Linked DNA regions of Mus musculus: regions 1, 2 and 4 are each linked to region 3. A link is a contact called in public ChIA-PET, Hi-C and promoter capture Hi-C data. All regions are on one chromosome and are shown on one strand. Each heading gives the region's core, a stretch centred on a gene start, on an enhancer-like site or on the middle of the called end of the contact. The rest is flanking DNA. Distances are from core to core; before and after follow the strand shown. Region 1 overlaps Klhl24 (kelch-like 24). Region 2 has its middle 40 kb from the start of A930003A15Rik. Region 3 holds the start of Klhl6 (kelch-like 6). Region 4 holds the start of B3gnt5 (UDP-GlcNAc:betaGal beta-1,3-N-acetylglucosaminyltransferase 5).

Region 1 (4,877 bases), core at 2,080-4,579, 140 kb before region 3:
GAGCTGTATTAACATGTCTTTATTCCCTTACACCTCACAGATGAGCTGTATTAACATGTCTTTATTCCCTTACACCTCACAGATGAGCTGTATTAACATGTCTTTATTCCCTTACACCTCACAGATGAGCTGTATTAACATGTCTTTATTCCCTTACACCTCACAGATGAGCTGTATTAACATGTCTTTATTCCCTTACACCTCACAGATGAGCTGTATTAACATGTCTTTATTCCCTTACACCTCACAGATAAGCTGTATTAACATGTCTTTATTCCCTTACACCTCACAGATAAGCTGTATTAACATGTCTTTATTCCCTTACACCTCACAGATGAGCTGTATTAACATGTCTTTATTCCCTTACACCTCACAGATGAGCTGTATTAACATGTCTTTATTCCCTTACACCTCACAGATGAGCTGTATTAACATGTCTTTATTCCCTTACACCTCACAGATAAGCTGTATTAACATGCCTTTATCACCTTTCTTCTGCTTCATCTGAACAGCTCCATTTTAACACCAGCCATCACACCAGGGCCACACTCAACACACACTAACATTAGTATTCTTGTTGGCCACCTTTCCTTTTCTCAAGTTACTATTTTAGTTTCTTGTTTATGTTCTGAATTATTTTATGGTTATTCTGGTAAATATAAACATCTGATTTCCCCCTTGCCCCTTTTTTGCACAATCATTTAGGTATATTAAAAAAAAAACCAAACTTAAAACTCATCAGATTTTTGGTAAACAAAATTTAATGTAACCATATAGTCAAGTAATGTTTAAAAGACATTAGATACAACTTTTAAAAATTTAAACTATGGAGGAAGTGCAATTAAACAAAACTGTAAGCATTACTGTACTACATTACTGTACTACTGCTGAACGGAGAACAAGGACATGGAGAACACTCCTTTCTTCACTGTGAGCATTCACTCTAGGCAATGGCTGTGTGGAAGTTACAGAAAAGCACGCACACTTGTTCGGTTCTGAAAGCCTTCGATAGCTCTGGAGACTCACACTGCAGGAGCGGGAGCGATGAAGAGGAAGTGTTTTCTCAAGGAAAAGCCTGGAGCAGCACTACTAATATAATGACAAACAGAAATAACTACGCATACTCTTCACTATTCCAAATAGCTCAGTGGGTATTTATCTGAGTATTTTACAAAGCACCTAGGTACCAAAAGTTAAAAATGTAAAACTCCAAGCAACAACCTCAGTTAACATTCTCTTTCTGCCTAGCAGGCAGCTGGTATTCACAAAAGCATCAGCACTCACAGACAGAGGCAGGAGAATTGCCACTAGCTCAAGGTCAACCTGGTCATATACTGAGTTCCAGGTTAGCCAGGGCTACATTAAATCAACCAATTGAAGAACCAACCAAACAACCCACCCAGACCACAGAAACCCACACAGCCAAGCATGGTGGCACAAGCTATCATCCAAGCACTTGGGAGCTATGACAGAATGATTGGAGTTCAAGATCATTTTCAGCAAAACAGAGTTTTAGGCAAGCCTTGGATCTATATCGCCCGGACTCAAAAAATAAAACAAAACTAGACCCTCAAAAACCAATACTGAGGTTTATCAGACTAAAATGGCACTGGGTAGCTTAAGGCACAAACATTAAAACAAAACTTCTTTGGAACAATATATGAAGTTATGACTTCACTTTCTATGTTCTATCACCTTTAGCACTGTATAAGTTTGATATTTAAGGCAACCACACACATGTAAAAGGCTCACATACAACATTTTAGTGATACTTATTTTTTTTTAAAGATTTATTTATTGGTTATATGTAAGTACACTGTAGCTGTCCTCAGACACTCCAGAAGAGGGAGTCAGATCTCGTTACAGATGGTTGTGAGCCACCATGTGGTTGCTGGGATTTGAACTCCGGACCTTCAGAAGAGCAGTCGGGTGCTCTTACCCACTGAGCCATCTCACCAGCCCGTGATACTTATTTTTATGTGTATGTTTTGCCTGTACTATGACAGTTTGCATATCATGTATATGCATCATGTGTGCCTGTAGAGGCCAGAGAGTAGTAGAACCCCAGTGACTAGAGTTACAGACAATTGTTAGCCACAATGAAGGTGCTTGGAACCCAAGCCAGATCCTCTGCTACAGCAGCAATTGCTAGTGCTTGCTCCTAACCGCTGAGCCATCTCGCAACCCGCTTACAAATAAAACACTTTAAAATGTCTAAAATATTTTGAAACATCTCTGGTATTAGTTTATACACCTGGAAGTGCTGTTTGATGCCTAGCACTAGATGTGGCAAGAAGCATAATTAGCTAGTCAAATCTATTGCATCACAGGTCAGCGAACCTGCTTCATTCTGGTTACGTGATACAGTGAATTTTCATGTTGGTTATGTGGTTTGGAACATAATAATGGATGAAATGATATCATTCCAGCTTTCTACACAATGCCAATCAATGCCATTACTGTTTCTCACATGGGAATTCATGTGGCCAACTCTGACCTCAAACTGGCTCTGTTGCCATGGCTGTCCTGGAACTTTCCTGATCTTCTTGTCACATCTCCCAAGGACTGGAATCAGACATTGCCACCACACTCAGCTCTGTACCACTAACTCCAGCAAGACCAAATCGTTTTAACTAGTAATGTCTTGGGTTGACTATGAGGCAGTCCACAGGAAGCTTCCGGACATTATCTTGGTACCACATGAAGTCTGTAGGATGTATCCTCTCAAGACGTTAAAGGCACACACAAATAATCCAACTCCCGTTCTCTCTTCGTGTATGTGCATGGGCTCTCAGAGTGATTTTTAAAAATCTACTGTCAGATCAGGAAAAAGCAGCACACACCTGGGTTGGACAATGACAAAAGCAGAAAACCCACCTTTGTCTTTCCTGAGTTTCAAAATGGGGGTCTGACAGCAGATGCAGAAACAATTCATATTCACCAGGAGAGTGTGCCGGCTCACCAAGCACTGTCATCTTTCCAAGCAGAATGGATGTTTAACCACTGCTAGAAGTGAAATTTCTGAAACATATCCGTCTAGAGCCATCAACTAAATGGTGAGAGTGCTTTGCACACCCGATGGGTGACTCAGACAAGCCAATGCCCTCCCTGAGCATTTGGTCGTTTAAAACCTGATTCCAATGGAGTAAACACCTGGATCCCAACCGCCCATCTATGACAAACGGCTGTGGAGAACCCAATTCCTGTCAGTCAGTCAGTGTGGGAGAGTACAGCAGACAGGGAGGAAGTCAGGCCACCTTGTGGAGTACATGGAGAAGACTTGGAGGAGGATTCAAGTTCATGAAAATGTACACAAAAACCAACTGTAATTTCCTGTTGATTCACAAAACATATGACCTTTCCAACTGAACAGCCACAAGCGGTGTTTGCACGCTTCTCTCCAGGTCTGCTTCCTGGCCTTGTAACACTGTCGTTACACAGATCTCCAGGTCTGCTTCCTGGCCTTGTAACACTGTCGTTACACAGATCTCCAGGTCTGCTTCCTGGCCTTGTAACACTGTCGTTACACAGATCTCCAGGTCTGCTTTCTGACCTTGTAACACTGTCGTTACACAGATCTCCAGGTCTGCTTCCTGGCCTTGTAACGCTGTAGTTACACAGGTGCACAGATCCTTAAGACCAGATCTGCACTTTCAGATGAAATGCTTATTTTAGAAAATGGTCCTGGCTTCCTCTTCTAACTGCAGCTCTCAGAAGGCAAAGAATTGCTAAGAGTTTGAGGCTAGCACAGGCTACAGAGATCCTGTCTCAACAATAAAGAGTACTCTAGAAATGTTCAAATTTAGTCTTATGTAATCAAATTGTCTATGATCAACTAATTTTTTAATTTATACAAATTTCTGATAATTAAACTGCAAAAACCATTGGGTGTTTGTGATATATGTACACATCATACTATCTACATATAAACACACACACATCCTAACTTAGAGGCTCATATAAACATCACCTATCAAAAGAAAGTCTGCCAATTATGGGATAACAGAATGAAGATAGTCTGACTCTAGGATGGTTGATATAGCCCTTTTAATACATTTATTATACCCTAAAATTAATTATTTTTTTCAGGACATAGTTTCTCTGTGTAGCCCTGGCTGTCCTGGAACTCAGAAATTTGCCTGCCTCTGCCCCTCAAGTGCTGGTATTAAAGGCGTGTGCCACCACTGCCCGGCAAAATTATTATTTTTTAAACCAGGGCTTACCACTATTATTTATCAAGGATTAGCAAAGGTAAGTAATTAAAGGAAGTTAAAATACCAATTGGGTAGCTTTTAAAAGTTAATTTTCTAGGATTCAGGTACTTTCTGGTAACTTTTAATATAATTTGTAACATAAAAATTAATTTGTTTGAACAAATTCTGATTTTCAGGATTTTTTCCAATTTACTGCAATAAACATGAGAATATATGAAAGATAAACATTATAAGATACAAGTAGATAATACTTTTACAACAGACAAAAATACTAAAATACAAATTTACTTTGACCAAGTCTTTTATATATATTTATGAATGGACATGATCTTACAAATATACATGAGAATAACAATTATCATTTGTAGAATCCTAAGCATTTATAAAACACTTTTGTTCACACACTTAACTGTTAAGAATTTCTGAACTAAACAATTTCCATTCTCTAACAAAAGCATAATGCAGATACTTACTATAAAATTACAGTACACATACCCTCAGTTTTACATACATCTGTTGCTCACCTGACAGATGATTTTCTGCATTGTTTCTATAGCTATATCACTTATAATTTATGACTTGAAAACCATTTCCTAAGTGTATTTTTTAGCATTTTTCTCAGAATTTAGATTCCAACTAAGCATGACTCTTAAAATACATTTG
Region 2 (5,631 bases), core at 2,317-4,816, 140 kb after region 3:
TAGCAACAATATGGTTCCCTAAATAAGACCTGAACAATGTAGCCTCACAAGTCCCTCCTCTAGATGAATACCTGCAGGCAATTAATGATTGCTGAGAAGGGAGAAACAGTCTAATTAGCATTATGTATGGCATACTTAAATTTAGCCTTTCTTTAGATATAAATTCTCTTAATTTATATTTCTCTGAAACTTACTATAGGTATAAAACTGTCAAGAAGAATATGGAGTACTAAGATCTAGTCAGAAATAACGAAAAGAAATTAAAGATTTTCTAGAATTCAATGAAATTTATTACACAGCATATACAAACTTATGGGACACAATGAAAGTGGTGCTAAGAGGGAAGTTTAGGCACCACAGTGAGACAATTTAACCTCTTTGTCATAATGACAACTAGGATCACAGTTGCTGTTCAACTGAGCAGTGAACATTCTGTTTAAATGCTTCCCATGTATTTATACTTAATACCTTTTGACAAGTACAATTATTATTGTCATACATTACGTTTGTGTGTGTGTTTGTATTAGCAGGCAAGTAGACAGATGGGGCTAAGGTAAGATACCTTAACCTACTGAGGTTAAGGTATCTTACCCCAGTTACATAGCAACTAAGTGGCAAAGTAAGATGTGGGGCCAGTCTGATTTTAGGGTTTTCTTATATGGTTGCATTAACAAAAAATGGCCCCCATAGTCTCAGGCATTTGAGCACTTGGTCCCCAGTTGGCGGAACTGTTCGGAGGAGGGGGGTTAGGTTCAGCGTTGCTGGAGAGAGTACACCATTAGGGTAGGCTTTGAGAGGCCTTGTATCACTTTCAGTTCACTCTTTTCTGATGTTTGAGGTGTAAATTCCTGTATACAGGAGGTGGAGGCAGCCTAAGAGAGAGATGTATTCTTCAGGCAGCAAAGCTGCAGGAGAACCATTCAAATTCCATGAAATTTAAGTCACAAACATTGAATTTGGAGTTACAGGATTTGGTATTTGCCCTGCTGGGTTCTGTCTTGCTTTGGTCAAGTATTTTGTCATTATGTCCCCAAATTCCTCGCTACGTCCATTTGGAATGGTAATGTATAATGTCTACCATTTTATCTTGGGGGTGCATAATATGCTTTTTGATTTTACAGGAAGTTACAGTTAAGGGATTACCTTGAGTCTCACAAGACATTGAGTTTTAAACAGCGTTGAAACTGTGAAAGAGTATGGAGACTTTTGAAGTTGGGATAAATACATTTTCATTATGATGTAGCTATGGCCCATTGGGGTCAGGAAATGCAATGTGGTAGTTTGAAGGAGAAAAGCCCCTCATTGCACATTTAAACACCTGGTACCGAGTTGGTGGAACTGTTTGGAGAGGTCACGGGGAGTGGGCTTTTGGATTACAATCCTCTTGCCACTTCTGTTTGCTCTCTGTTATGTGCTTGTGGTTGAGATGTGATATCTCATCTGACTACAAAAATGAACAATAAAATTGTGTATACATTTGTGTTGACATAGGTATTATCCTAGCTAATAAATATTTCTGTTTATGTATAGTGACACTCTTCAAAAGGCTCTAAATAGAATTCTTACAATACTGTTGAGCAGGAGGTAGGAGGCAAGAGATTTATTCGATACTAGCTTATCCTAAATTCTAGTTTATAAGAGCTATATGACCTCTTCTAACTTGATGTTGTAAGGTGAGATGAGAACTATGACATTAGCACATTTGCTATCACAGTCCTTTACTTTGTTCCAGAGTTTGCAGAGTTTAAACATACCTCAGAGGAGAACTTCACAAATAACCTATCTTATAAGCATTTCTATGTGAGCTAAATACTATTGTCTGCTTTCTGACGCATTGTACTTGCTCCATATATCTCATGTGGTAGAATTGGGTGAAAATAAAGTTTTCCATTTGCAGAGTTCATGGTCACCAGTAACTCAGCAGCATTCCTGACCTATCATTCAGAAAGAATACATATGTGCACAGTGTATTACCATGCAAGTATCTATTATGACCATGATGCACACATGGGAAGTTAATAAACAATGCAGAGTGAAGAAAAGCTGATTGGATTGCTGATGTGCCTGGGTTACTGACTCACTGTCCTAGTTTAGGGTTCATCTGGCTTTCTAACTAATGTCCCTTGTCATATGTGATCAATGCTGTCTTAGTTTTACTGCTGTGAACCGGCACCATGAGTATGACAGCTCTTATAAAGGACAACATGTAATTGGGACTTGCTTAAAGGTTTAGCGGTTCAATCCATTATCATTATGAGGGGAAGCGTGGCAGTACCCAGGCAGGCATGGTGTAGGAGAAGCTGAGAGATCTATATCTTCTTCTGAAGGCCACTAGAAGACTGGTTACCAGGCAGCTAGGATGAGGGTCTTAAAACCTTTGCTCACAGTGACACACTTCCTCCAACAAGGCCACACCTGTTCCAACAAGGCTACACCTCCAAACCATGCCACTCTCTGGGCCAAGCATATGTTGATGATCAAAGAATTCTGATCAGACCAAGAACTACAGAATTTCTCTTCCCGAAATATAAAGGTTAGGGGCAGATTTTATAATTGTCATTGTCCAGTGGAGAAATGAAGGCATGGATTCAGGACATCTAAAGTCACAGTTGAAAAAAATCTCATAGTCCCAGTCTTCAACATGAATGCTTTTTTTCCCACATCTATTATTTCTGTTCCTTTAATACATGTCTCAACATCTGCATGACACATCAGGCAACACGTACTCAGTATTCCACAGAAGGAGGAGTTAGACAGACCATTGAGAGAGAGATCTAGACCCAAGTCTGAACCCTGATTCTGGACAGTGCTGCATCTACTTTCTAAGCTGGGAGACATGGGCCAGAAGGCCTTGACCTACCCTAAATTGATATTGCTCATGACCTTATCATTAACTGCAGCTGGCTAAGAATTTACACAGTAGCCAAGTGTTTGACCTGGTGATTGCTTTACACTTGACTTATAGGACCTGGAGGTCAACTCCAGCTTTGAAATTGAAAGGCTACCTGGAGTCTGGTCCCATCTGTGGAGACTAGGGTGTGAATTGCCTTAACCAAACCTACTCATAAAACGCTTTATTTTATGGTTTTGTTTTCTTTTTGCCTTACAGGAAGACTAGGTTTACTTTAACACACCTTTTTAAAGTTCAGTAGTCCACTTTATGTCATTAATTCCTTGATCTCTTTTACCAGTACTATGTATGATATGCATAAATGCGACACACCAACAAATGTGTACCTCTGAGGGAGTGGCTCGTTGCACTGAGAAGACACCTTCTCTGGGCTTCTCTGGCACCATTCTTAACAAGGACACCCCACCCAGCCCTTGTATGTAAGATTCCTACACATTCTTAGGCTTTCATCTTGATCTCCTATCTTTAGCAGAAGCACTTCTGAACCAACCTGCTTTCCCAGTTTTCTTTCTGTGATTTCTCCAAATCTCCAAGTTTCTACATTTTAAAATACCAGAGCATATGAAAATAAGTTACTTCTGCTTCTCTCATGACTCTGCAAAATGGGAAAATGGTTTTTTTTTTTTGGTTTGATTTTGGTTTTTGGTCTCTACTGAGTTCATTGCCCTAACACATATTTTCAGGAAATGTCTGTAGGACTTCTAGTTTGGGCACTAGGTATAAATGTGTGTGGTAGGATCTAGTCTGGATAAGTTATGTTTGTGGTAGTACAGTGGAGCACACTGATGGGGAGAGAGAAACCTCCACTTCTCTTTGTGGATTGTCCTCTCCTGGATTCAGGTAGTTGAACTTGGACTGTGACTCACTTGCATTTCAGAATACTGATCATCATTTTTAGCAAACTTCTTCCCATTAACAGCGAACCTTCAACAAATGGGTGAATTTCATGGTGCTTCACTTCCTTATTTATTTATTTTTTCTTTCTTTGACAGGGTTTCTCTCTGTGTTGCCCTGACTGTCCTGGAACTCTCTGTAGATCAGGCTGGCCTTGAACTCAGACATCTGCCTGCCTCTGCCTCCTAAGTGCGGGAATTAAAGGTATGCGCCACCACTGCCCACCTCACTTCCTCCTTTTAAGTCTCAGTGAGTTTTGCATCTGACTGCTTCTGAATCAAGGCAGAGACAGAGAAAGCTGTATTGTTTGGGCTTCAGTTCTTTTTTTTTCTGTTTTCTTCTCCTTGGTTATTTTCTGGAAAACTAGGAAACATTGTTTCCCTCACTTGGAATGCTGTTTGTCTCCTTTGAGGGAGCAGCTGTCAGGCCAGTTAGCATGTCCACTTCTGGCTTTGGCTTACCCCTACCCCTCTTTTCCTTCTCTATATCAAGCACAGACAAAGAGCAAGAGAGCCCCAAACAGTAAATTTGACCTGAATATTGATCTCCAATTTTTAGTTCAGGTTCCAAAAACCAATGTCAGTCCTGTGCTTCTATAAGTCCTATTTATCATGATTTGCATAGTGTTGGATGCTACCTGGTTAACAGTCAGTATAGCCCTTCCCAGTTTGCAATGGTTCCTAGTTTTCATAACATAGCATAAAGCAAGAAAAGAATTGATAAATAGAAAAACCGGCAGCATGCTCAGTGCAGGAGAAAGATGCCTCTCTCCTTGAAATTTACAGTGACCTCACTTTATGGCTGGTTTGGGTTACAACAGAAGGGCTTCACTTCCTTGCCTACTTTCTGAATACCTTTGGTGTGTCACTGTTATCTTGATGGAGAAGGGTATGAGGTAACACTGTGCCTGTAAGGAAACTTATCACCTAATTTGACTCTATTACCATGGTGTTTTGTAATTGGGTAATAGGATCTCTGAAGGCACAGAGCTATTTCAGTCAGAAGAACAACAAAAACAAAAAGAAAACAAAAGAACAAAAGAACAAAATCGGGAGCTGAAAGGAACACAGTGCCTCAGGAACTGTGAACTCAAACCAGCCTCCCACAAAGGCAGTCAACATTCTACTGTACCCGAGACCCTCAATCAGAAACTTCAGCTGTTGCATCTGTACAGCTTCCCCATTTGACTTCTGCTGGATGTTGGAAGTGGCCAGTTTGATGATAGTCAGTTCTCTGTCTGCTACATTCTATTTGTCTTTTTACTTTTGCTTGTTACACACTTAGTAAATTCACTCATTAGAGACTAAAAGTACAGCCATGGTAGGTTATTCTCTGGATGTTCAAGGGCTCATTCTTGTTCACGTCTTGTGAAGGTAATCACAGATGCAGTGAGCTCATGACTGCAAGGACCACATCCCTCTGCCAAAAGGTTGCAAAGAGAAGGTTTTCTGACTGAGTGCCACACTAATCTATAGGTATAATTGCAAATATTTAGAAACAGCTTCACAACTTGTACATTTAATAAAGCAATACTTGTTGGTTTCTTATTAGAGCCTGTGATCTCCCCAACTATGGGTTTTTGAGTAGATTTACAATAGGAGTACTCTCCCATCAAAAAAGGCCTTAAATCCAATTGCACCAGTGGACACAACTTGCTTGGCAGATCAGTTATGGTACACACAGGATTGACAGCTGAGCAGGACTGTTGGTGTGTTTTCTTCCCTTAAAGACTGCAGAGCATCTTCCAGCACTATGAATGCTAGCTTGTAGGAAAGAAGCTTCCATCTCTGTTTCCATCTCTGTTCCAGTTTGATTTCTCTGTCATG
Region 3 (5,653 bases), core at 2,456-4,955:
CTAAGGTCAGTGAGCTTTCTTTGGGTTACTTATAAGAGTATGGATGAGGAGTTACCCACAGGAGCAGAAATGACTCAAAGACAGCCAAATTACCAAGTCCCACTACAGCAATCTTCAGTTTGTTGAAAGGGCTGGAGAGTATCTTTTCCAGGCAGCTTGAAGGGTCCTTGTATCTTCCAGGCCACTCAGTTGGCCTGAGATTCTTCTAGGTCAATGTATCTCAGCAATCCTTACTACCTGTATAAAACTGGGGAGGGAGGGCCTGGTGTATCTGCTCAGTTTTAGAGACTTTCTAAAACTTATGAGTTGTTTACTTTTTGAGCTTAAGGACCTTCCCTCTGAAGGATGGAATGTTTTACCTTTTATTAGAGCATCCTCTTTTCTTAAGATTCTTCCTTCTAGCTCCTTGGCTACTTTCTCTAGCTCCTCCATTGGGGGCCCTGTGGTCCATCCAATACCTGACTGTGAGCATCCACTTCTGTGTTTGCTAGGCCCCAGCATAGTCTCACAAGAGAGAGCTATATCTGGGTCCTTTCAGCAAAATCTTGCTAGTGTGTGCAATGGTGTCAGTGTTTGGAAGCTGATTATGGGATGGATCCCGACCCTATAGGTAGAACAACATTATGAACTAACCAGTACCCCGGAGCTCTTGACTCTAGCTGCATATGTATCAAAAGATGGCCTAGTCGGCCATCACTGGAAAGAGAGGCCCATTGGACACGCAAACTGTATATGCCCCAGTACAGGGGAATGCCAGGGCCAAAAAGTGGGAGTGGGTGGGTAGGGGAGTGGGGGTAGGGTATGGGGGACTTTTGGGATAGCATTGGAAATGTAAATGAGGAAAATACCTAATAAAAATATATATAAAAAGAAAAACATTTCTAATAGCTTGGCTCACTAGCCTCACCCTGATTATTGTGATAAAAAAAAAAAAAAGATTCTTCCTTCTAAGATAGAGGTTTTATCTCAGAGTAAATTGCTTAACAACAGGAGCTGAATATTCTAACATCTTCTTTGCAGTTTTAAGATGAGGTAGGAGACAAGGGCCTGTCATTGTTTAGTGCTACCATAGCTAGAAAGAGGATAACATAATGATTATACAATATGGCTTCAAATTCACTATTACTAAATTATTTTGTCTTCAGATCCTCTTTCTGTTTCTTTTTTAAAAATCCATTCTTACAAGATACTTTATTTTTGCTTTTAGTTTTTTATTTTATTTTTTGAGATACAATTTCATCACTTTTCTCTTCCCCTTCCTTTCTCCAAGCCCTCCTATGCACTCCTCCTCACTTGCTTTCAAGCCCATAGCTTCCTCTTTTCATGAACTGTTGTTACATATATATGTATGTACATATATATTCATAAATACATAAATACAAACTGCTCAGTCTATACAGTGTCACTTGGATATATCTTTTCAAGATTGATCATCCTGGAAGTGTAAAGTTCATGTACTCTACCCTGGGGAAAACTATTTCTCCTACTCTCAGCATTCATTAGTTGCTTATAGTTCTTTGTGTAGGGTTGAGGTTTACTCATTGCTGAGTGAATTTTCTGCCCTAAAACTGCCTGACCAGTTTTTATTTCCTGTTTTTATCACTCCTGTCTCTACCACACAGTACTAGAATTACAGATAAACACTACCACACCCAGCTCCCATGTGGGTGCTAGGGATGTGAACTTAAGTGATTCTTGATCTTGACAATTTGATGATCAACACTAACCATCACAGCTACCCACTTCTATGAGAACAGAGTCTATTTCACGTGCGTATCATAAAGCTAACTGAGACAGAAATATATAGTTAGAATATCTACACAGTACTAAAGTTTTTGCTAGCTAGACATGGTGGCACACACCTTTAATACCAGCACTGAGAAGACAGAAACCAGTAAATCTTTATGAGTTCCAAGACAGCTGGGTCTAGAGAGCAAGAACTTGTCTCAAAAACTAGCAAACAAACACAACAAACAGACAACAAGCTTTTTGCTAGTGGCTTTTGTATTTTATTGGAAGGGCCTTGTCCTTTGGGCCAGTGAACCCACCTGAGATCAGCTTCTAAATAAACCTGCCTTTATTATACTCTAATCTGGCTTAAATTGGCTTACTTCACTGGAAGAGAAATAATCTATCAGTGCTTATAAAGACTGAACTAGTTAATGATGAATCTTAGAATATATTTAGGTTGACACATGTCTTAGTTAGGTTTTACCGCTGTGAACAGACACCATGACCAAGACAACTCTTATAAAAGATAATATTTAATTAGGATTGCCTAACAGGTTTAGAGGTTCAATCCATTATCAGCAAGACAGGAACATAGCAACATCCAGGCAGGCATGATGCAGGAGGAGCTGAGAGGTCTACATCTCATTCCTATCTGGCTACATTCATTTTTTTTTTAATTAGATATTTTCTTTATTTACATTTCAAATGCTACCCCGAAAGTTCCCTATACTCTCCCCCCGCCCTGCTCCCCTACCCACTCACTCCCACTTCTTGGCCCTGGTGTTCCCCTGAAATGGGGCATATAAAGTTTGCAAGACCAAGGGGCCTCTCTTCCCAATGATGGCCTCATTAGTAGTTTTTAAGGCATGTGAAAAATAAATATAAAACAATAAGGAGTTTGGTAGATACACTCATGAATGAGAAACTGAATTTTATTTTATTGTGTGTGTGTTTGGGAGGAGGTAAGGAGCTAGAGCAGTTTTGGCCTTATGTCTATAATTTGAGAGAGTATGGTATAAGTTGTCATGAAGAGGCTCATGTCATTGTGTATTGTTTTCAGCATTACCAGAGGATATAGTTAGAAGCATTTTTATGATTTGAACCTGAAATGTCATGCCATAAGCCTATGTCTTGAACGTTTATTTGTCAACTGGTGTTATTAGGGAGGCTATGGAACCTTTATGAAGTACAGCCTAATTTGTATAATTAGGTCATTTAGGGGAAGGCCTTTGAAGGTTACTGGTACCCTTCTGAGCTACCACCATGTGAACAACATATGCCACGTGGTGTTATTGTTGGAGACTGACCCACTATCCCATCCGCTTCCAGGCATAGTGGGCAGATATCCTGGACCAAAATAAATCTTTTGTTCCTTAAATATTTTTTCTGTCAGATAATATGATCAGAACGATGTAACTAATACAGAAGACTGATACCAGGAGTATGGTCATAGCTTTCATTAAATCTGAGCATGTGATTCTTAGGCCCTTGGAAATCATTTGCAGAAGGAAGATGGAGAAATTTGAAGGTATGTGTTAGAGAAGCCCTAAAATTCAGAAAGAAAGTTTATAGGGATATTCAGAAGAAAGGTAAGGCTCCAAAGGGGTCTCAGATAGTGGGAGACAGAGAAGTCCCCCTATGCAGTTCCTCTCTGAAGTCTTAGTTGTTGATGCAGGTATAAGTAAACAGATAATAACTGGAAGCAGAGGTTTGCGTGAGGTGGGAGAGGACTAAACCGTACTCCCGGGAGACACAGATAAGCTACCTTCCCCCCCCCCCCCACCCCCACCAGATCCCTGATCTACGCACCCACTCAAAGACATTCCTAACCCTGTGACAGTCCACAGAAAGAAGAGGAGGAGTTGGTGGTGTTTGTAGTAACAGGATGAGAAAGTGTGAGACTTCCTGTTATGTATGTGTGACAGCTGGTGATAAGTGGAGGGGCCTGTGCAGGAAATCCGTTCAGCTTCTGCAGTGTGACCTCCCCGAAACTTGGCAGCTCCTTTAGTCTAGACGTTGATGGCAGGACAAAGAGGCGCCTGCACCATGAGCGATGTGGTAGAGAGGAGCTTGGAAGGACCCTTAGCACTGACTACAGACAAGTCCTCCCAGAAAAGGGGAGACTTGGTGGAAATATTAACTGGGGAGAAGGTAAAATTTGACGACACGAGACTTTCTTTAATTCTTCAGAACGGCCTGGAGACGCTGAGAGAGGAAAATGCTTTGACAGACGTCATCTTGTGTGTGGATGTTCAGGAATTCTCTTGCCATCGAGTGGTGCTTGCTGCAGCCAGCAACTATTTCAGGTCAGTCTGCTTTGAATCCGAGTCAAACTGCATGTATATTGCAAGGAAAACATCTGTAGATGCGAGAGCTCTGTAATCTACAAGACTGAGCAAGCTCAGTCTGATTTGTTTGCTGTTACATTTATGGTTATATATATTCTTACATAGAGTATGTTAGGTATCATGTTGTATTATATATTACCTTATGTACTATGTATAATATAAATATGTATGCTTATACACTAAGGTTTGTGCCTACTTAAAATGTAAGAAAGGAAACTATCAACCTTTAGAATTTTGATTTAGGTCAAGAGAAACTGGGACCATTTAGAAGCAGTATTTTATTATTTATTACTTGGAACCTTTCATCTCATCCTTGGTCTGATTCCACCATTCGGATACTTTTCTTTGAAAGACTTAATTCTCTGTCTTAATATCCTTTATCATCTCTTAGAGTCAAGCTAACATACTTTAAAAATATGTTTTGTTATCTTTTACCTTGACAAGTGTACTTTGGGAATGATAAAATTGAAAATATGCTTTAAACACACACACACACACACACACACACACACACACACACACACACACCACACTATGTCCTTGATTTTAAGGGTGTGACGTTACTTAAGCCAGGGGGATTTTTTTCCCCTCTTTCTTCAGTTTGACTAATGTGTTTAAAACATGATGTTGTCTTTGTTCATCAGTAGAGGTAGAGAAAAAAATGTGGCCTCACTCTTGGAGTTATCACATAACGTGCTGAAAATTAGGGGTTTCTGGTGTACAAGGAGTGGTGGGAAGGACAAACAATGCAAGAAGCCTCTGGATGTGAAAGGCTCCTGAGGTGTCATAGTGAGATGACACTATGTTTCCATGTCACTTGAGCCCTTTCTTGGCCATGAGATTTTAGGCGACTCTGAATTTCAACTGGTAGATGGGTATAGTGACAGTTTTCTTTTATCATTGTTGTAATGATCCTCTTAGTGAAAAGATCTCACACAGTGCCTGGTAGATACATTTGCTCATAAAATCTTTGTTGAAACCTTGTATGAATACAGCTGGACCAGCATTGTCAACATTAGTGTGGTAATGACAGAGAACCAGTGAGTAAGGATGGTGTGGATAAGGGAGGTGTTTTGGAAAGTAGGGGGAAAAAAATCACTTTATTTTTAGTGAGATTTTCCTACCTTTCAGTTCTGGTTGAGGATTTTAAGAAAATAACATGTGAATATATATAATATTTTCAAAAATCACATATTTCAAATAAAATATGATTATACATAATCAAATATATAAACATCAAGCAAGTACATATACATATATAGCTCAGATCATTCATTCATATATGTATTTGTATTTTATTTGGGGTAGTTAGGAGAAAGTTTTTCTTTAGAATTCAAACAACAGAGTTAGACAGTTGTATGTAAAGAACTCCCATATGTTGACAAGGCCAGAGGCAGAGCCTATGTGAATTGAGGGAAGTCATGACTGCTTTCTACCACAAACAACGGTCACTGGTTTCGCTTTGCACTGGCATGATAGAGGTGACAGATGCCCCCTTTTCAGATGTGGAAATGAAAACTGCACATTACTTACCTGGCCATTGCAGGAGCAAGGATTCCACACATTCTAAGAGT
Region 4 (5,596 bases), core at 2,571-5,070, 220 kb after region 3:
TGGCGCACGCCTTTAATCCCAGCACTCGGGAGGCAGAGGCAGGTGGATTTCTGAGTTCGAGGCCAGCCTGGTCTACAAAGTGAGTTCCAGGACAGCCAGGGCTACACAGAGAAACCCTGTCTTGAAAAAACAAAAAGAAAAAAAAAAAAACAAAAACAAAAAAAAAACAAAAAAGAAAAGTTCTCTTTAAATAGAAACTAAGGGTTTAGGGAAACTCAATCCTTTCACTGATAAGTGATCTTAAAGTGAGAGAACAGAATATGGGTTTTGCTCAGTCCTCTGAAACTAAGTATTTTGTATAATTACAAAACAGAGTACAGTTCCGCAACTTTATACACATAGAAACTAAAGTAAGAGTCTATGAAAAGAAGATAATAAGTCCCTGACAATTATTTTTAAAAAATGGAGAAAGGGAGAGAAAAGGAAGGGGAGGGGGGGAAGGGAAGGGAGAGGGGGTAAGGGAGAGGGAGAGGGAGAGGGAGGGGGGAGGGAGAGAGAGAGTCTTTGCCAGAGAAAGCAGAATGGACTCCAGAGCCTTTTGACCTCCAAATCAGCCACTCACTTTCAGGACTTGTGGTCCCATACTATGGGACTGAAATCAGAGCTCTTCCTGTCAGCTCATTCTGCCCAGGGCTGGACAGCTCAGAGCAACACTGGAGTTCCGGGAATGGTGGCTGGGCTCCATTGCCACAGCCTGAGTTAGTTTGGCTCTTCCAGGATTAGTTTCTTGTCTGGTTTTTGTTTTTCCTTCATAGTGGGAATGACTCAATATTATTGGCCCCTTTATGGGAGAAAAGAAATTAAAGCAAGCCCCACTTCTAGTACAGAAACAATCACAACTAGGGCATAAAGAAGTAAGTCGATGCTATTTAAATTTCATTCCTTATATGGAGAAGGTTTTCTTTTCCTGACCATCTAGTTAATGCTTAAATGAATGCTCAATTTTCATAGTAAACAAAGTAAAAGATTAAATGGGAAAAGGTCATTTTGTTTATTTAAAATTTATATTTTATCTGACCAAGCTTCTTCTCTTTAAATATAAAGATGACAAGGGAGTATATGGAAATATAAAAAGTAATGTATACTATATACTATAATGTGCACTGTATACTGTAAGTAATTGTCGATCCCGTTATCTTACATCTCTGCTGCCAGAGTTCAATGGTGGAACTCTGAATAATTTGCTTGGATCCGCTCAATTGAGCACATACAAAATCCCTAGCACAAGTGCATCTACTTTGTGACTTTGGGAAAAAAAAACTAACTTCTGTATCTTCCCAGTATCTTCCAATATATGTTCTGAAACTTAAATTTGAATACACTTGGGCTGCAGACGGAACTCAACGTTTACAATTTGTAAGTCAGCAAGTGTAATGATTCTATCCAAAGTGACCCATTTAAAAAGATGACCCATTTAGAAATCCATGACTTATTATCCAAGCTGTTACAGACCTGAGAATTAGAAATCTACAGACTTTCACCATAAATCTCTGTTTGGACACATCCGTTTTTATAAAGGGAGTTTTGATTCAGATTTTGAATGAAATATGTAAGTGCATTTTTACTCAATAGGGCCTAGATTTCATTTTGAAAACCCTTTCCCATCTTCTGAATTTTCTTTGTAAGAAAAGCAATTATAAGGATCTATAGGGTTACTTTTCTCCCAGGAAGGGCTGCAGTCTCAGAGTGTACTCATCATAACACTCATGGAGATCATCTTAAATGTCTAAGGAACCCTTCCTCAGAAGATCTACAGGTGTGCACAGTCAGTCTCATCTTTGCTGAGTGCTTGGTATGTAAGTGGGGGTGGAGTGGGAGGAAAGGGCAAGGATGGGGAGAGGCAAAGAGAGCGCAACAGAAGAAAAGTGGTTTAGGAATATGATGGAAACCCTTTAGTTACTGAATTTATCTTTCATCCAAACAACAACAAAAACGACGACAACAACCACCACAACAAAACAAAAACAAAACCACTATGCCCTACATTTCTTTTGACAAACTTTTCCTTCGTGCTAGAGATTGAACCCAAAGTCAGACTTGCAAGCCTGTATCCCCTGCTGCCTTTTGATGAAGTCCACACTTACCAACTGTTTACAAATCACCCTTTCAGTGTTAAGGGTGGGGTCATTTTCTGCACCACTACCTTCAATCATACTTTTCTGGGCCAGTTTCACTTTCTCATATACCACTTCCTGGCATCTCTGCCCCTGGGGACCAGACTGTTTCCCAAAATAAAGGCACAGAGGAGCAAATCTAATTTTAATGAATGTACTTTCACCAGAAAGTTAGCCTAAAAATTAGCTCTACCACCACTGACTACCTTGTGATGGCATCTGTGTCCCTGTAACATGACCCATAACCTAAGAAAACCATTACTGCTGTAAAGAATGTGAATCAAAAGCTGTTACTTTTATCTACGGGTATCTGAACAATCACTTTACTAGTATATTAAAGAAAATGGGAGTAAACAGGAGATTCTCATTAGAAAGATCTTTTCCCAATTTCTCCTACCCGCCTGCTTTCCCGTTTTCTTTTCTTTTTTCTTTTCCAGCTAGCAGCTATTCCAAAGAGCCGGTCAGCTCCCTCACGTGCAAGCTACCCTAGGCGGTCAGCCCGAATTCAATCCAGCATTGATAAATCTCAGGACCCAGACTGAAGATGCGCCAAGGCTGGACCTGGCTTCGCGACACCACAGCCACCTCTCCCCATTGGCATTCCGGGTAAATCCGGTGCTCTGGACCCCGCGGGTCGGATCGTACCTGCGGCACAAAAGCGGCAGCTAGGCCTAGGGTGGTCGCCGCCCAGCGCTCGCGCCCACCAGGCCGCAGTGAACAAAGGCGCTCGCCGAGGGAACTCTCCCTTCTTCGCTGCACCTCCGGACCGGGAAGCCCCGGCTCGCAACGAAGAGCCGTCTGTCTTCCTGACCATTCCACCCTGATGCCCCCGGGCCGCCCGTGTGGACTACCCTCTGCACCCCTTCCCGCCTCCCGGTCGGGTCCGGGCTAGAGGAGGGGAAGCTAGAGGTGGGGCGGGTCCCGGGACTCTCAGCTAGCAGCCTCGGGGAGAACCTCAGAGCCGGCACAAAGCTAGCCCAGCCAGAGACTTAGACTCTGCAGGGGCTTCGAGAGTGCCCGGTCTAAAGCAGACTGCGAAGCCACGCTCCCCGACAGAGGGACCTTGGCTCACAGTAGGATGCAGCGGGCACTTTGGGTGGGCAGTGACTGACCTTTCATCCAGGAGCGGCGTTGGTTAAGACTGGAGACCCATTCATCCAAACCACGTTTCAGTTAGTCATTTCCGAGCTGAAGGTTTTGAGTGGACAGCGGTTCTCCCATCGTCTCGTAGTTTCCTAGCAAACCCTAAGAGCCCGCCGGTCTTCTGTCAGGACACTTAGGACTTGAGCTCCTGGGAGCCTAAGTAACAAAGAAAGGAAACGCACATTTATTTGAAGCGAAGACTGCACGCCTTATGACTGCACAGCAACAGTTCGTTTTAAAAGCAGACCCTTCCCCTGTGTTCAGCCTCCCCATTGATTTACATTCCAACCCAGGGAATTTCAAGCATTGTAAAACTCACCGAGGAACCCAAGTCCTTAAATGTCCCAGAGGTCCGCTGTCCTCCTAGAAGCCCTGGGGGAAAAGTCTCAAGAACAAAAGTTGCAAACTAAATTTCGGTTGTAAGCGAGGAAGCTAGGGCAGGGCTCCAAGAGAGACCCCGCTGGAGCCGGCTAGAGCCGGCTGAGAGGGGCGGGCCTGATTAAGGGTCTTGGCTCACTCAGGCTGGGGCGCAGCCGCAGGAGCCTCCAGCTGCTTATTTGGTCACTCCACTCCAGGCTTCCTCGGGAATGCTCAGCCCCGCCCCTCCCCTACCCCGGTCTGTGAAGGTGACGTGCCCCGCCCTAAAGTGCTATCTGTGAGGACTCCAGGAAGCGATTGCCTCACTTGTTTGCTAATAACTAAACTATAGATTCAGAAGACCAAATGTGCACCTGAGCCCAAAGGAAAGTTCTTGTTCGGCCTGTAACCAGACATTATCAGGATAGTGTAGACATCAGCTGAAGGAGCAAGTAAATAAATCTTTTTTTTTTTTTTTTTTTGTAGCTAATTGCTTGCTTAAAAAAATGCTGTTCTAGACTTTTCCTTATAGAAGCATTCAATAGAGCTCCTATTTTGAGCAGTTTTGTAGTTATACATACTGAAAACAGGACAAGAAAAAAAATCCAAAAATGTCAAGTCCAAATATGGGTTTGTAATTGTAAAAGTCAGTAAGTTCAAAGTAGTTGCTGAATCAGTTTAAAACACACTTGTTATTTCAAACTCTAGTTTTAGGAGATTTTGCAACTGCATTTTAAAAGCCCTTCAGCGTATTTCCAATCCTGAAATTCTTTTCATGTGTTACTCACACAAGGCATGGTTCGCTGTTAACTCACCTGTCCAGAAGACCACAAGCAGAAATACTAATGTAATGGGACTCCTAATGGAGTCTGACAGTGATCTATAAAGAGGAGCATTCATTGTTCCTACAGGGTTAATCACCCCCCAATTATCTTCTTAAATCCTGACTAATCCTTTATATGGTCCTCCCTAAAACACATGTGTATTTTGTATTCACATACATATATTCAAGTGGGACTTTGTTCCTTTTCGGTCATTTGGAACTAGTTACATGTGTCAGTTTATATAGGTAGGCACATGGGAAATATGAACTGATGAGAAAATATACACACACACACACACACACACACACACACACCCCTTTCCAACCTCTATACAAATAGACATGTGGACTAATGATTTTAAAAGTAAACCCATATGGTATCATATGCCTGTAATCTCAGCACTCAGAATGATTTTCATGAGTTCAAAGGCAGCCTTGATCACATAGTGAGTATCAGGTTAGCCTAGGGATACATATAATACTGCTGCTGCTGCTGCTGCTGCTACTACTACTACTACTACTACTACTACTACTACTACTACTACTAAAAATCCAGAGTAGAAAAATTAGTGAGCTGTAGAGTTGGGGTGGGAGGGGTAATGGTTAAAGAACCTGAGGCTAAGAGATGAGGAAGGGCAAAGAGGCCCAGAATGACCTCTCTGGGCCCAGACAGATATATGTATGTATGACAGGCCCATGATGTATGATGTTACACACACACACACACACACACACACACACACACACACGCACACACAGACACAGACACAGACACACACACCAGGGGACAGGCAAAGGAGGTCCTCCCATTCATCTAGAAGGATTCCCTAGACCATCCAGATCCTCATCCACAGTACCATAGAGAAATGTATGATTTCATTGCCAGTGATTGCATGAAGCTTGTGAGATGGTCTGGGAGTAAAATTAGATCATAACAACAGGAGGAAAGAGGTCAGTGTATTCTATCCACAGCAGTTGCTTGTGAGCGTAGCACCCTAGAATACCATGCAAATATCTTTGAATCATACTGTTAGGAATGCGCTTTGCAGAGCACAAGAGAACTGTAGAATATATCTGAAAAATAAAAGTCACATCAACTTATTAAATTTAAAAGTAAGAGGGGCTGACATTTTCATGTTAGAAAGTACAGATAAGATGG

Evidence for each region. Promoter capture Hi-C pulls out the DNA fragments that hold promoters and counts their contacts. A called contact is a pair of places that touch in the nucleus more often than the background predicts. ChIA-PET counts read pairs in DNA pulled down with a chosen protein or histone mark.
Region 1: a contact with region 3 is called in a promoter capture Hi-C map of the HPC-7 cell line. The contact joins the enhancer-like site here to the promoter of Klhl6 in region 3. A contact is called at or near these places in 4 of 39 promoter capture datasets (3T3-L1-derived adipocytes, the C10 cell line, the HPC-7 cell line and 2 more), 1 of 484 Hi-C or Micro-C datasets (Th1 cells), 3 of 115 datasets of contacts at active chromatin or transcription factors (the SCID.adh cell line, embryonic stem cells and memory CD8 T cells) and 2 of 9 other capture datasets (adipose tissue and liver).
Region 2: a Hi-C map of hematopoietic stem and progenitor cells shows a contact between it and region 3, with 1.8 times the contacts expected there. The contact joins the enhancer-like site here to the promoter of Klhl6 in region 3. A contact is called at or near these places in 1 of 39 promoter capture datasets (the C10 cell line), 5 of 484 Hi-C or Micro-C datasets (bone marrow-derived macrophages, double positive thymocytes, granulocyte-monocyte progenitors and 2 more), 2 of 115 datasets of contacts at active chromatin or transcription factors (both in bone marrow-derived macrophages) and 1 of 9 other capture datasets (adipose tissue).
Region 4: a contact with region 3 is called in an RNA polymerase II ChIA-PET map of memory CD8 T cells, with 52 read pairs. The contact joins the promoter of B3gnt5 here to the promoter of Klhl6 in region 3. A contact is called at or near these places in 9 of 39 promoter capture datasets (the 3T3-L1 cell line, 3T3-L1-derived adipocytes, the C10 cell line and 5 more), 6 of 115 datasets of contacts at active chromatin or transcription factors (the 230-238 cell line, double positive thymocytes, effector CD8 T cells and 3 more) and 3 of 9 other capture datasets (adipose tissue, liver and macrophages).

The regions. Positions count from the first base shown.
Region 1 is chr16:20,125,088-20,129,964 of GRCm38.p6, reverse strand. Klhl24 (kelch-like 24) reads right to left here. Exons shown (of 8, transcript NM_029436.3): 8 at 2,221-4,877. Among named protein-coding and RNA genes, the nearest start is that of Yeats2, 14 kb to the left of the region's middle. Within about 2 kb of position 3,329, at least 19 of the 459 cell types and tissues checked have an H3K27ac peak or open chromatin away from gene starts, as enhancers often do. A contact at or near this core is called in the HPC-7 cell line and the SCID.adh cell line, where this site is marked.
Region 2 is chr16:19,841,871-19,847,501 of GRCm38.p6, reverse strand. No RefSeq gene overlaps it. Among named protein-coding and RNA genes, the nearest start is that of A930003A15Rik, 40 kb to the left of the region's middle. Within about 2 kb of position 3,566, at least 28 of the 459 cell types and tissues checked have an H3K27ac peak or open chromatin away from gene starts, as enhancers often do. A contact at or near this core is called in bone marrow-derived macrophages, granulocyte-monocyte progenitors, hematopoietic stem and progenitor cells and 1 more, where this site is marked.
Region 3 is chr16:19,981,101-19,986,753 of GRCm38.p6, reverse strand. Klhl6 (kelch-like 6) reads left to right here and starts at 3,705. Exons shown (of 7, transcript NM_183390.3): 1 at 3,705-4,037. The coding sequence starts at 3,751.
Region 4 is chr16:19,758,458-19,764,053 of GRCm38.p6, reverse strand. B3gnt5 (UDP-GlcNAc:betaGal beta-1,3-N-acetylglucosaminyltransferase 5) reads right to left here and starts at 3,820. Exons shown (of 4, transcript NM_054052.3): 1 at 3,577-3,820; 2 at 3,227-3,413.